Regions from separate parts of the Mus musculus genome. Here region 2 is linked to region 1. Evidence: chromatin contacts called from public promoter capture Hi-C data. All regions are on one chromosome and are shown on one strand. Each heading gives the region's core, a stretch centred on a gene start, on an enhancer-like site or on the middle of the called end of the contact. The rest is flanking DNA. Distances are from core to core; before and after follow the strand shown. Region 1 holds the start of Cd209a (CD209a antigen). Region 2 holds the start of Cers4 (ceramide synthase 4).

Region 1 (6,940 bases), core at 1,988-4,487:
CCATGAGTTCTGGGTCTTTCTATACCTGTGTGCTATGGGCAGATGTGTTCTCTCTAGCACATAGTATGTGCACACTTGGTAATGTCATATACTTGTCTGTCTGAAAGTTATGTATATGTCCACATGAATTTACTCATCATTGGGATTGTTTGGCTGCACCAGATCAAACAAGCTAATGATTATTGAGTGTGTTGGTGAACTCTTTTCAGCCTGAATTGTCTCACTGGTGCTTAAAATCTGCAAGACTGGAACTATTTATACTAGGGGAATTAGCAAAAGACATACATCAGTATTTATTTTTAAACCAACAGAGGAAGTTGTTAAGTGCTGGCCATATATTTTAAGTCTTCCTCCCAAAGCATCAATCAAATTAAAATCTATAGTAGCGAGAGTGAGGAGATGGCTGAGTCAATTAAGTGTGTGCCACACAAGCCTGAGGACCTGAGTCTGACCCCTAGCAATCATGTGAAAAAGCCAGCTGTGATGGTAGACATTTGTAATTCCAGCATGGGGGAGCCAGAGACAGGAGGATCCCTGGGTCTTGTTGGCTAGTCAGCTTAGCCTAAATGGTGAGCTCCAGGTTAATGAGAAACCATACCTTAAAGAAACAGTGGACAGCATCTGAGGGATAACACTCAAGGCTGACTTCTGGCTGGCACATGCACACAGATGCACCTACACATGAATGTGCACGTGCACATGCATATGTGTACATCAGAGGACAACTTTAGGTGTGGATACTCACCTTCTACCTTTTTGAGACAGGGTCTCTTGTTATTTCTGTGTATGCCATGAGAAATTCCCACCAACTTTCATGGTACCTCTTTTCCCTACCTCCCATTTTACCATAGGAACATTGGGATCACAAATGTGTGTTCTCATGCTGGGATTTGTATGGGTTTGCGGAGTCTAAACTCAGGTCCTCATGCTTGCTTTACCCACTCAGCCTCCTCTCCAGCCCTAAAGTGTCTTTTTGCAATTGCTCTGGTCTCATTCATAATGTTATCTTCCCTCTTCAGGCAAGCAGCCTATTTTCCAGAACATTGTATTCAACCAAACACCTCCCCTCCCTTTAGTCAGTGGCCTTAATGTATCCTCAGCTGAAGTATCCTTGATGGGCCTCACCAGGCATACCTGCTCTTCATCACTCTTGATGACCACAAGTTGAGCCCCCACATTGTGGCAGGCAGTGGCAGAATCATTCCAGGACTTCTGGGCCACAGAGAAGAAGTAACAGCTTCCTTGGAAGTGCGTCCAGTCCCAGGGGCAGGAGCGGCACAGTCGATCTGTTGGGGAGGTCAGGTCAGGTTAGGATGGACCCATCTTCAACCTTCAAGCCCTCCAGAATAAGCCCCTCCCTTGACACAGCACATCCCTTACTCCATGTCTTGAGTTCCTTCTATACCCAGAAGAACCCAGGAGTCCTAGCCTGATCCTTTCAAGACTGGAAAAAGTTTGGTCTTAGAGCTCAGAATAGAGGCCAGGAGGCTGGTTTAACTGAGTACCTACCATGTGCATACTCCTGTGAACACCCAGCACCTAATGTGTACACAATCTCTGTGAACACTGAGTGTCTAACATGTGCATACCCCTGTGAACATTGAGAGCTTACTTTGAACATACTCTTGTGAACATTGAGTGCCTATTCTGTTCAGTCTCCTGTGACTATTGAGTGCTTATTTTGTACATAATCCCTATGAATACTGACTGCTTATTGTGTGCATGGACTCTAGTCAAACACTAGTGAGATGCCTGCCTCATCATTACCCTGCATGTCCATCCCACAGGTTAGGGACGTGAGGCTTAGTGAAGAGGAGTTATTTAAGCAAGGTGATCTATGTAAACCTTTTCAGGGTGTGAGCGCCTTCACTTCCAGTCACTCACCTACGCCAGCCTTCAACTGGGTCAGTTCTTGGTAGACATTCATCTGATTGTTTTCTTCCTGAGAACTGGGTATTTTGTAGACTGGGCCAAGAAAATATAGTCACTGCAGTTATTAAATGCTTACTGTGTTTTTTGGTCTATACTGGGCCCCCAGGACCAAGATATCCTTTGTCCTCTCCCCCTTTTCTACCTCCTTCTTCTCTCCCCTCCTCATTCCTTCCTCTTTTTCTCTTTCTCTCTTTCTCTCCTTCTGCCCCCCCCGTCTCTCTTAGATAGTCTCATATAGTTCAGACTACATCAAAATTTTGATGTAGCTGCCTCTATGAACCTCTCCTTCCTCTGCTTCCTGAGTGCTGGGATTATAGGGATGTACCATTACACCCAGTTTTATGCAGTGCTTGGGATGGAGCACAGCTTTTTGAGCTTGTGAGGTAAGCATTCTACCACTTGAACAATGTCTCCAGTCTAGCATCATTTTCAAAACCCAAGGTCTTACTTAGTCCTATTTGATGAGGAAGATATCTAATAACCAAAGAAAATTGGATGTCTAAGGCAAGTGCAGCCAGTGTCTCTGTGCAGAACTCCTCTATTCAAAGGACCATGAAGACACAGTCCCAGTCAGTTGCTCCTCCCTTCTGGATCCCTCGTTTGAAGAGCCAGACTTAGGAGCCCCAAACACCAATCCTGCCTGACCTTTGACAAGGATGACAACCAGCAGCACAGAACAAACAGCTAGGAAGAGCACCTGCAGTGCCAAGGGGACTTGACTGTGGACCAGGCACCCTGTGGGAGAGAAGGGTTAAAATTTAGCACCTCAGCATTCCTGATTTATTGTGGCCCCAGTCAGGCAATCCATCTCTCACTCCCAAGGTACAGAATTTCATATCATAGCTTCTACAGTTCCCAGGTTCCAGATTCAGGATCTGAGCTTCCAATTCTCTGAACATCAGTGGCCTGAGTCCCAAACTCTACCCCCCCCCCCCCACAGAAACTAAGTTTATGTCTGGAGCTGACCACTCCATAGTCCCTCATTCTGTTTTACCTGTGAAGCTACTGAATCCAGAATTTGTTTGGAAGCCAAAGCCTTTGATGGAGTGCCTGGTGTGGCTGGATGTCAGCAGTTCCTCATCTAAGTGAATAGAGCGTCAGTCATATATAGGGTAGTCGGAGACAAACACTGACCTATTTGTGCCCCTTCCCCAAGCTCCCAGAGCACCAGCTCAGTCTCACCCAGAGGGCGAAGCTGCCTCTTCCCCATTTCCTTAGAATCACTCATGTTTCACAGCCACTTCTCAGTGCCAGAATCTGACAGAGACTACAGCTTTTATTTGCCACCTCCTTGAATCTTACTTAGGAAGAGAAATTGAGAAGTGAGTAATGACACCGGAAGAGTGAGAGGGAGGGGGCTGAGCATCTGACACACCAGGCAGGAGATACATTTTCCAGAAATTTCAGAGAGGAGTGAGAGGGCCTGTACTTCTCAGCAGAAATAGATGGTTCACTTCCAGTATGGTCAGCTCTGGAATGTCTTCTATAAAAGCCAGTAACTTGTAAAATCAAGTGACTTTTGGGTCTTTTTCAGTTATGATGGTGTGTGGGCTAGCAACACCATATCTTGTCAGAGACACCACCCTTTTTCATCTTGGTCTACTGATGGTGTCACTCATAGTGATTTCTTTCTCTTTTTTTCTCTGTTTTTGAGACAAGATTTTATGTAGCTCAGGCTAGCCTCAAACTTGACATGTAGCAGGAATGACTTGAACTGCCTCATCCCTTCACCTCCTGAGTTAGCTGGGGCTAACTGAGCCACATCGCCATCCCCCATTTTTTTATTTCCATGCATTCATTAAATTACACAAGTCACTTCCTTCTGGTACACCACTCAGCCAGGGGAAGATCAGGTGCTTCATCCTCCCCCCACCCTCCACCCAGAGACAGATTGACTCTCAAGAGATCTGTCATAATCAGACTCATAGGTAAGGCCCCCCCACCCCAATATATGGCCTAACTGGAACCCCCAAAGGGCCCAGCAGATGCAGGACATATCCACCCTATGGGAGACACATCTTCCTTCTGGTCCACAAAGAGGGCAGACTTGGTGCTCCAGCTCACCTGTCCACACCCAGAGACAGCCTGACTCTCAGGAGGTCTAGCATAACCAGGGTCACAGGAAGCCTGCCTAACTAGGGACACAGGAGGTCCCCCTAACCAGAGACAGCAATGTTTGCCTCCCAGAAGGTCTGCTCTAACGCAGCTCCCAGAGCTCTACCTTCCTACAAGGAGGGACAAGCTCCAGTCCCTGTCAGAGACAGCAAGGCTAGTTAACATTAGAGATAACCAGATGATGAGAGGCAAGTGCAAGAATATAGGCAACAGAAACCAATGCCACTTGGCACCATCAGAACCCTGTTCTCCCACCACAGCAAGCCCTGGATATCTTAATAAATCTGAAAAGCAAGATTTAGACCTAAAAATCCCATCTCATGAAGATGATGGAGCTCTTTAAGGAAGATATAAAGAACTCCCTTAAAAAAATACAGGTGAACACAGGTAATCAGGTAGACCCTTAAAGAGAAAACAAATAAATTCCTTAAAGAAATACTGGAAAACACAATCAAACAGGTGACGAAATTGAACAAAACCACCCTGGATCTAAAAATGGAAATAAAAACAATAAAGAAATTACAAAGGTAGGTAACCCTGGAGATGGAAAACCTAGAAAAGAGATCAGGAGTTATCAGATATAAGCATCGCCAACAGAATACAGGGATAGAAGAGAGACTCTCAGGTGTAGAAGATATCATGGAAAATATTGACACAAAAGTCAAAGAAAATACAAAGTGCAGAAAGCTTCTAACCCAAAACATCCAGGAGATTCAGGATACAATGAAAAGATCAAACCTAAGAATAATAGGAATGAATATAAGAGAGTGCAGATTCCCAGTTCAAAGGACCAGAAAACATCTTCAACAAAATCATAGTAGAAAACTTCCCTAACCTGAAGAAAGAGATGGCCATAAGTGTACAAGAGGCCTACAGAACACCTAATAGATTGGACCAGAAAAGAAAATCCTCCTGTCACATAATCAAAATACCAAATGCACAGGACAAAGAAAGCATATTACAAGCAGTAATGGAAAAAGGCCAAGGAACACATAAAGGCAGACCAATCAGAATTACATCAGACTTTGCAACAGAGACTCTAAAAGTCAGATCTTGGACAGATGTCATACAGATCCTAAGAGAACACAAATACCAGCCCAGGCTACTATAACTAGCAAAACTCTCAATCACCAAAGATGGAGAAACCAAGATAGTCTATGACAAAACCAAATTAAAACAATATCTCTCCACTAATCCAGCCCCACAGAGGATACTAGAAGGAAAGCACCAACACAAGGAGGGAAACTACACACAAGAAAAACCAAGAAATTAATCATCTTACAACAAACCCAGAAGAAGAGAACCACACAAACATAATACCACCTGTAACAACAAAAATAACACGAAGCAACAATTATTGGTTTTTAATTCTTCTCAACATCAATGGACTCAATTCCTCAATAAAAAGACAAAGCTAACAGACTGGGTATGTAAACAGGACCCAACATTTTGCTGCATATAAGAAACACACCTCAGTGACAAAGACAAACACTACCTCAGAGTAAAAGGTTGGAAAAAATTTCCAAGAAAATGGTTCCCCCCCCCCCAAAAAAAAAAAAAAAACAAGCTGGAGAGTAGCCATTCTAATATCCAATAAGATAGACTTCTACCCAAAAGTTCTCAAAAGAACACTTCATACTCATCAAAGGAAAAATCTGTCAAGACAAACTCTCAATCCTAAACATATATGCCCCAAGTGCAAGGGGCTACAACATTTGTAAAAGAAACATTACTAAAGCTCAAAACACACATTAAATCTCACACAATAACAGTGGGAGACTTCAACACTCCACTCTCACCGATGGACAAGTCATGAAAAAATAAACTAAATGGAGACACAGTGAAACTAACAGAAGTTATGAACCAAATGGATTTAACAGATATGTACAGGACATTTCACCCTAAAACAAAAGAAGATACCTTCTTCTCAGCATCTTATGGTACCTTCTCCAAAACTGACTATATAATCAGACACAAAACAAGCCTCAACCAATACAAGAGAATTGAAATAATCCCATGCATCCTATCAGATCACTACAGACTAAGGCTGGTTTTCAATAACAACAAAACAACAGAGCTCACATACCCATTGAAATTGAACTACTCTCTACTTAACGATAACTTGGTCAGGGAAGAAATAAAGAAAGAAATTAAAAACTTTATAGAATTTAACAGAAATGAAGTCACAGCATACCCAAACTTCTGGGACACAATGAAGGCAGTGTTAAGAGTAAAATTCATAATACTAAGTGCCTTCATAAAGAAATTGCAGAGATCCTATACTAGCAACTTAACAGCATAACTGAATACTCTGGAACAAAGGAATGCAAACACTCTGAAGAGGAATAGATGGCAGGAAATAGTCATATTTAGGGCTGAACTCAACCAATTAGAAACAAAGAGAATGAAACAAAGAATCAATAAAATCAAGAGTTGATTCTTTGAGAATATTAACAAGATAGACAAACCCTTAGCCAAATTAACTAAAAGGCACAGAAACAGATTAACAGATTCAGACATGAAAAGGGAAACAACAGAAACTGAGAAAATTAAAAAAAATTATCAGGTCTTACTACAAAAGCCTGTACTCAACAAATGTGGAAAATCTAGATGAAATGGATGGTTTTTCTAGACAGATACAATGTACCAAAGTTAAATCAGGGTCAGATGAACTATATAAACAGTCCCACCACCCCTAAAGAAATAGAAACAGTCACTAAAAGTCTCCCAACCAAAAATAAGTTCAGGACCAGTGTAGCAGGAACAGACCACCTCTATGTAAACACAGGGAGCTCTTGGAGATGCAAAAGCATCTCCTGCAGGAGGACCTAATTGAGGATTGCTTGAGAGACACAGCCAATGCCAGCCACTTGGGAACTGCTGTTGAGTAGAG
Region 2 (6,940 bases), core at 1,710-4,209, 740 kb after region 1:
CCCCCTAGTTGGAGACTGTGATGGTCAATCTCAATTATCAACTTGATGAAATCTAGAATCACCTGGGAGAGGAACCTGTGGATACGCCTGACAGTGGTTGTGTTCATCAGATTGAAATGGGAAGACTTGTGCACTGTGGTGACACTGCTGTCTGGATCCTAGAGTCTATAGAAAGGGGAAGATGAGCTAAGCAAATAGCATGTATCCCTCTCTGTTTCTTGACTGCAGATGGAATGCCACCATATGTCCCAGGCCCCTGACTTCCCGTTAGTGATGTATATCTGGAACCGTGAGCTAAAATAAATGCTTTCTTCCTAAATTGGTTTTGTCAGAATGTTTTATTGTAGCAACAAAAAAGTAATTAAGACAGAGGGGAGCAGCACAGAGTTGCTTCCTGGGTCATAGCACTTAGTAGCTTCCTTAATCATTTGAGCCTCACATGGATGGGAAGATTATACAGGGGGTCAAAGTCGGGGTGGGGGTGGGGTGGGGTGGGGGCTAGTGATAGGGTATAGCTCAGTGAGAGAGTGCTTTTCAAGCATGTGAAAGACCCGAGAAACACACACACACACACACACACACACACACACACACACACACCGACAACACCTCAAATGGTGGCTCACATTTTTAATCCAAGTTTAGAAATTAGTGGAGACAGTTGGATTAGAAGGTCAAAACCATCCTCAGGAACATAGGGATTTTGAGACCAGCTTGAAATATAAGAGATTCTGTCTCAAAAAATAAAAATAACAATGAAAAATAACTGAAAAGCAACAAAAGAAAATCTGCAAGAGAAAGCATGGGAGCCTCGATTTCTCAGGCTTGAGGTCCAGCCTTAGTTAGGGTCCCCTTCCCAGACGATACATACTGCATCCACCAGACAATACATACTGTATCCACCAGACGATACATATTGTATCCACCAGACGATACATGCTGCATCCACCAGACGATACAAGCTGCATCCACCAGATGATACATACTGCATCCACCAGACATACATGCTGCATCCACCAGACGATACATACTGCATCCACCAGAGGATACATATTGCATCCACCAGACGATACATGCTGCATCCACCAGACGATACATACTGCATCCACCAGACGATACATATTGTATCCACCAGACGATACAAGCTGCATCCACCAGATGATACATGCTGCATCCACCAGACGATACATACTGCATCCACCAGACGATACATACTGCATCCACTAGCTTAGAAGTCTATTATCTCATGCCAGCCAGGCACAGCTTCCTCTGTCTCTCTAAACCCTGTCTTTAGATCTTTTGTCTGCCTTTTAAATCTTTTGGGTATACCATCTTCCTTCTATTGACCACCCCTGGGTCATGCTTTCCAGAACGACAAACTCCTCTATCTTCCATAATGCTCCTCTCATGCAACCCAAGTCCAAAATGAGTCATACCTCTACCCAGAAGTCAAAAGGCTTTTGGGAGTTGCTTCTCTTCTACTCCCATGTCCTGGCTATTGAACTCAGGTTGTCAGGCTTGGTGACAGACAGTTTTACTTGCTGACTTGCCTTGTCAGCTGAGGTTTCTTGTAATCTGTTAATTTACTCGGCTTCAGAGAGCCAGAAGTAGCTTCTTCCAAGGACACCCAACTACTTCCAGACTGTGGAGCAGGCCTAGGCATGCAAGTAAAAAGCTGACACCCCACTCTTCTTCAGCCATCCAACTTTGGTTGTAACTTCCACTGAACATTTCTCCATGACCCTTGTACACTCAAATCCTCCACTTCTCTGTGGACCTCTGGCTTGTATTTCCATGTCACTATCAAGATAAGTGGCTCCCATGGTCTAAGTGCTTGGGAATACCCTGTGTGACTTTCCTCTTTCACATTGGCATCTGGTCTATATATCACCCTTGGCTTATCAAACTCAGGGACACCTGTATACTAGACAAGCAGTCTACCTTCTGAGCTAGGCTTGATGTCCTTATATTATATTCTCTTTTACAAAGATGACAAGTTATTAGAAGTCTCTTCTAACTGCTTGCCCTAGAATTGTCTTTCCTCTGGTTGTACTAGGCAAGGAGAGGCCAACATCCTCCTGCATTATCCTAGGTCAAACAGTGGAAACAGCTATCACCCACTCTGACTTGTATCTCAGCTTAATCTCTCAGATCTTGCCTGATCTTTGCACCTCACAAAACCATAGCCGACATATTAATGTAATCTCCCTTCTCCTTTTCAATCCTGTGGACAGCTTCTTGGTGGGCCCAGGCCCAGCAATCCTCTAGGTTGGTCTGACCGACTCCAAGTACTGATGCCCTGGGGTGCTGAGGCCTGCAGAACGATCCAAGCTTCCTTTGCAGAGCCTAGCAGTGCATCTGAGAAACAGAGTGCAGGCAGAAAGACAAGCCAGAGCATCACAAAGAAGAGACCTAGAACTGGAAAACAAGATCCAGAGAGAGTGCCTAGTAGACGCTGCTGGGTTAAAACGTCAGAGATATGCTCTGCAGAAACCTACAGCATGGCTGGAGAAAGGCCAGGTGCCCACAACAGCCTCCGGTCGGGGCGGGGCCTGATAAGGCTGGACTGGGCTGGGGACCAGGCCTTGCCAGTTAGAGGAAGAGGCTGAAAGCAGGGATTGGGGTGAGGAGTAGCAGACCAGAGGTTGAGTGGAGTTGGGGGCGGGTCCTGGTGGCGGCGGCGGGTAGGGGGCTGTGGGCGGGGCCTGGAAACTGAAGGAGCTGGTAATAGTCTAGGGCGAGGCTGGAGGGAGGGTCCCAAGGTGCAGGATTAGGGGCTCAGGGCGGGGTCTGGAGGAGACAAACGACTATAAGGTGGGGGTCTAGGGAGGGGCCTGGTGGCGTGGGGGCGAGGCCAGGCCGCCGGTTGGGCAGTTTAGGACTCAGGGTTTTGGACCAAGCGGTTCTTTGGCCCACTGGGCCCGACCGCACTGAAGCCACGCCCTTTTCCCCTGCTCAGACCACGCCCAAGGCCCCATCAAACTCCTCCCGGAGGCCCCCTCCGGTCCTATTTCCTCCCTCGCGGGTGGAGGCTCTGTAGCGAGGAGTTTCTCGGCCCAGAGCGGTCTGCGGCTTGTCTAAGGCATCTTCGGATTAGCTGATCTCCGCACCGCCTCGGCCTGCATCTTGCTTTCTGAACCTCCAGGTAAGCAATCACCCCTCTCTGGGGGCGCCGCCCTAGTAGATACCCTCGAAACATTCCTCTCCTCCAGGGCTAAGAGCAGTCCGGCTCGGAGCCAAAACAGTCATTTAGTTTCCCATCATTTCTCCGACAAGGTATTTCTCAGAGTTTCCCATCTGGTCGGGGATCAGGTTGCATTCTGATCTGAGAGCTGTGGTGCCCCCATGGAGCAGGTGCAGGTGGTGGACATGAATAGAAAACGCGCGGGAGAGAATGGGGGTTGTCGTGACGTGGGGAATCCGGACATGTGAACAGGCACTGCGCCACAGGAATGTCTGTCACTAGAGAATTTGTACGGAGCGCCTGCTGGGTGCTACCGACCCGACAGGCGAAGGCCGAAGGCCGCAGACACAGAGATTCGGGAACCACGTAGACCCAGCCTCTGGGAAACAAGGGAGTGTGTAGAGCACTATCCAAATCCTGGAGGAAGGAGGTTGAAGTGTTGTGAGGAAGCCTATGGTGTCTGAGGGAAAGGGGCAGCCTGTCATGAGGGCACCTGCTATGGAGAGCTTTCTGGGCCCAGGCCACAAAATCCTAGGGAAATGGCCAGGCTGGTGTATTTGCAGACCAGAAAAGAGGCTGGAGTGTATACAGGGAAGAAAGGAGGTAGGGAGTGGTTGACCAGGGCTTGGAAGACAATGAGGAGCCCACAGCTCCATCCTCCGGGCTGTGTGTACAAGGGATGTTTAAGGCAGCAAGCAACAGCCATCTGATTGTGTCTTGAGAGGAAGACCCTGCCCTATGCTGGGAAAGTTGAAAAGACACCAGGGCAACCTGGACGTCTGGCTGGACCCCTGATGGAAGGTGCGTGAAGTGATAAGAGGTAAGTTAGAAATTCTGTGTTTCCCCCCAAGAATTGTGTTTCATGCTTGTTTGGAAGTGAGATGTGAGGAAGGTCTGTGTGAAGCTTTCCGAGGTGGTCTTCTGAGAATTTGGAAGGGGCCTTATTTTATTTGGGGGAAGGGCTAGGTTGAATCTAGGGCCTCATGCTAGACAAGCACTTTGCCGCTGCAGCACTTTGGTTGCTTCCTTCCTTCCTTCGTGTGTGTGTGTGTGTGTGTGTGTGTGTGTGTGTGTGTACGTGTGTGTGTGTGTACACTAACTTGTGGTGTCAATGTGTGTATGCATGTGTGTGTGCATCTATGTGTGTGTGGAGGCCAGAGATTGACTTCTTATGCCTTCCTCTCTCACTCTCCATATTAGTTCCTGAGACAGGTCTCTTAACTGAACCTGGAGGTTGTCATACTTGCATAGCAAGCGCTGTACTGACTGAGCTAGCACCAGCTTAGTCCTTAGGTTTTATTTTGAGACCACCTCACTAACTTTTTCTTTTCTTTTCTTTTCTTTTCTTTTTTTTTTTTTTTTTTTGCCGAGACAGGGTTTCTCTGTATAGCCCTGGCTGTCCTGGAACTCACTCTGTAGACCAGGCTGGCCTTGAACTCAGAAGTCCACCTGTCTCTGCCTCCCCAGTGCTGGGATTAAAGGCGTGCGCCACCACGCCCGGGCTCACTAACTTGTTTAAGCCGTCTTTGAATTCATTCTGTAAGCCAGTTACGCCTTGAGCTTGCAAAATCTATGAGTGATACGGGGATTTAGGAGACAGGGCTTCCTAAGAGAGCAGTTTGGGCTCAGCCAAGGTCCCAGGCACCAGTGTGGTCTCCAGTGGGGTGACCTGGACCTGTTGGTTGGATGGAGATCCCCAAGAAAGGAATCTCAGACTATGAACTTGCCCTGGAAGCCCCACATCCTTTACAGCTTGCCTTTTCCCAGCCGTAGAGTCAGTTTGAGTGGAGTTCCAATAGCATCACTCGGCCTGCCTTGAACCTTCTCTGAAGGCCAGCCAGGTTGCCGGAGTATTGGGGAATCTTCTTTACCTTCTCACTTTACTCACTCCTAAAGGGGGTTGTTTCCAGGAGTCAAGGCGAGAAGAGGCAATAGATAAAAGCTGGGAACTCCTGGCTGCAGGAAAGGGTTCTGAGCTTTTGTTTGCCCATCTGGAAAATGGGTCTGAAGTATCTTTCTCCTTACTGGGTCCACAGCTGTTGATAGTACTTGAAAACCTGTGCCCTTTACATTCCTGAGAACCTGTGGTTAGCTTCCATGCCTACTCTGAGGAGAACACTATCCTCTTCCAAATCCTAGGCTGTTGGCCAGTAGAGGGGTGGGGGTGGGGGCATTTAGTTGGTACAGTGCCTGGGAGGGAGTGAATGAACATTTAGCAAAAGGAGCCTCTGGGCTTACTAAAGAGGACAAAGAGAGTGGGTAAAGGCCCCTACTCCCACCCTGAGATGACACAAGAAAGCATTGCAGTGGGGAGTGCTCCCCTCTGATCTGGGTGCCCCAGGTTGCTTTCCTCTCCAGTCTGGGCTTGCAGAGCGGTGCAGCCCTCCGGCTAGTGGGTTTACCTCATTTTCCCCAGTTGTAAAATGGGACCAATAGCAGTTAAACTCCTCATATAGTTAAAAGAACCTAGGACAATGCCTGGCTAGTAATCAGTGCCTGATGAAACTAGTCTGTTAACACCGGGCTATTGCAGAGTTCATGCCTCAGGGTAGAACTGAGTGCAGTAACACGGCTTGGCCCAGAGAGTGTCAGGGAAGGCTGCATCCTGGCTGAGTGACAGCTGTCTGTGTTCTGGGTTACATGGGATGATTGGACGGAAGAAAGAGAAACACTGTGGGATGAATTCATGCTTTCTCAAGCAACAGGGGGATCAGCCTCTCGAGGACTGAATGCTGGCAGCTTCCTAGAAGCGCTTTAAAAAAATTATTTACTTTACATCCAGACTGCAGTTTCCCCTCCCTCCTTTCCTGTCAGTCCTCCTCCCCACCAATCCCCCCTCCCTTTCTCTTCAGAAAAGGGGAGACCTCCCATAGATATCAGCTAGCCTTGGCTTAGCAAGTTGCAGTAAGACTAGGTGCATCTTCTCGTGAGGCTAAATGAGGCAGCCCAGTTAGGGGAAAAGGATCTAAAGGCAGGCAACAAACTCTGAGACAGCCCTACCCCTGTTGTTGGGAGTCCCACATGAAGACCCAGGCGCACAACTGTTACTTATGTGCAGACGGCTTAGGCCATCCCTATGCATGTTTTTCTAGAAGTGCTTTTTATTGTGACACAAAAGGCGCTTTTAGCAAGTTAATTTTTGTTTATCAAAACCTTGTATCTGATCTAGGGTTCATCTTGAAAGAACCATCGCCTAAGCAATTCTAAGCCATACCTCGCCCTGGTATGTCCTGGGACTAAGTTATGCAAACACTCTGAGCACAGCCTCAGAAGGTCTTAGCTAACAGCCACTGAGAAAAGGTTAGGTGCCCTCTGGAATTCATGCCAGATAGAATGGCTCTGTTAAAATTCTGCTATGGTGATTCAACTAAGGATGGATTGGGCAGAGAAACAGTATTCCAAACCAAAAAGGATAAGCAGATACAAGGCTCCAAGCACATTGCTGGGCACTTGGAGGAGTAATTAGTAGAGATTTGAAAGAACATTGAGATCTATGGGGGCTGGAGAGATTGCTCATTGGTTCTTGCTTGCAGAGGACCTGAGTTCAGATCCCAGCACCCCCAATTATGTGGCTTACAACGACTTGGTGAAACTCTAGCTCCAGGGAATTTAATGCCCTCTTTTGGCCTCTTCATGCAACACAGTCATGTTCTTGTGTTTTCTGCCAGCCCCACCCCAACACCTATCAACTAACTAACCACCCCTCACCCTACAAAACAACCTTGAAGTCTAGGGGAGAGCAGGATGGCTAGGCCT

What was found. Promoter capture Hi-C pulls out the DNA fragments that hold promoters and counts their contacts.
Region 2: a promoter capture Hi-C map of hematopoietic stem and progenitor cells shows a contact between it and region 1. The contact joins the promoter of Cers4 here to the promoter of Cd209a in region 1. A contact is called at or near these places in 3 of 39 promoter capture datasets (the HPC-7 cell line, cranial neural crest and hematopoietic stem and progenitor cells) and 1 of 9 other capture datasets (embryonic stem cells).

What each region holds. Positions count from the first base shown.
Region 1 is chr8:3,745,747-3,752,686 of GRCm38.p6, forward strand. It overlaps Cd209a (CD209a antigen), which reads right to left and starts at 3,238. Exons shown (of 7, transcript NM_133238.5): 1 at 3,115-3,238; 2 at 2,927-3,013; 3 at 2,578-2,667; 4 at 1,885-1,965; 5 at 1,135-1,286. The coding sequence starts at 3,160.
Region 2 is chr8:4,490,446-4,497,385 of GRCm38.p6, forward strand. It overlaps Cers4 (ceramide synthase 4), which reads left to right and starts at 2,960. Exons shown (of 11, transcript NM_026058.4): 1 at 2,960-3,145.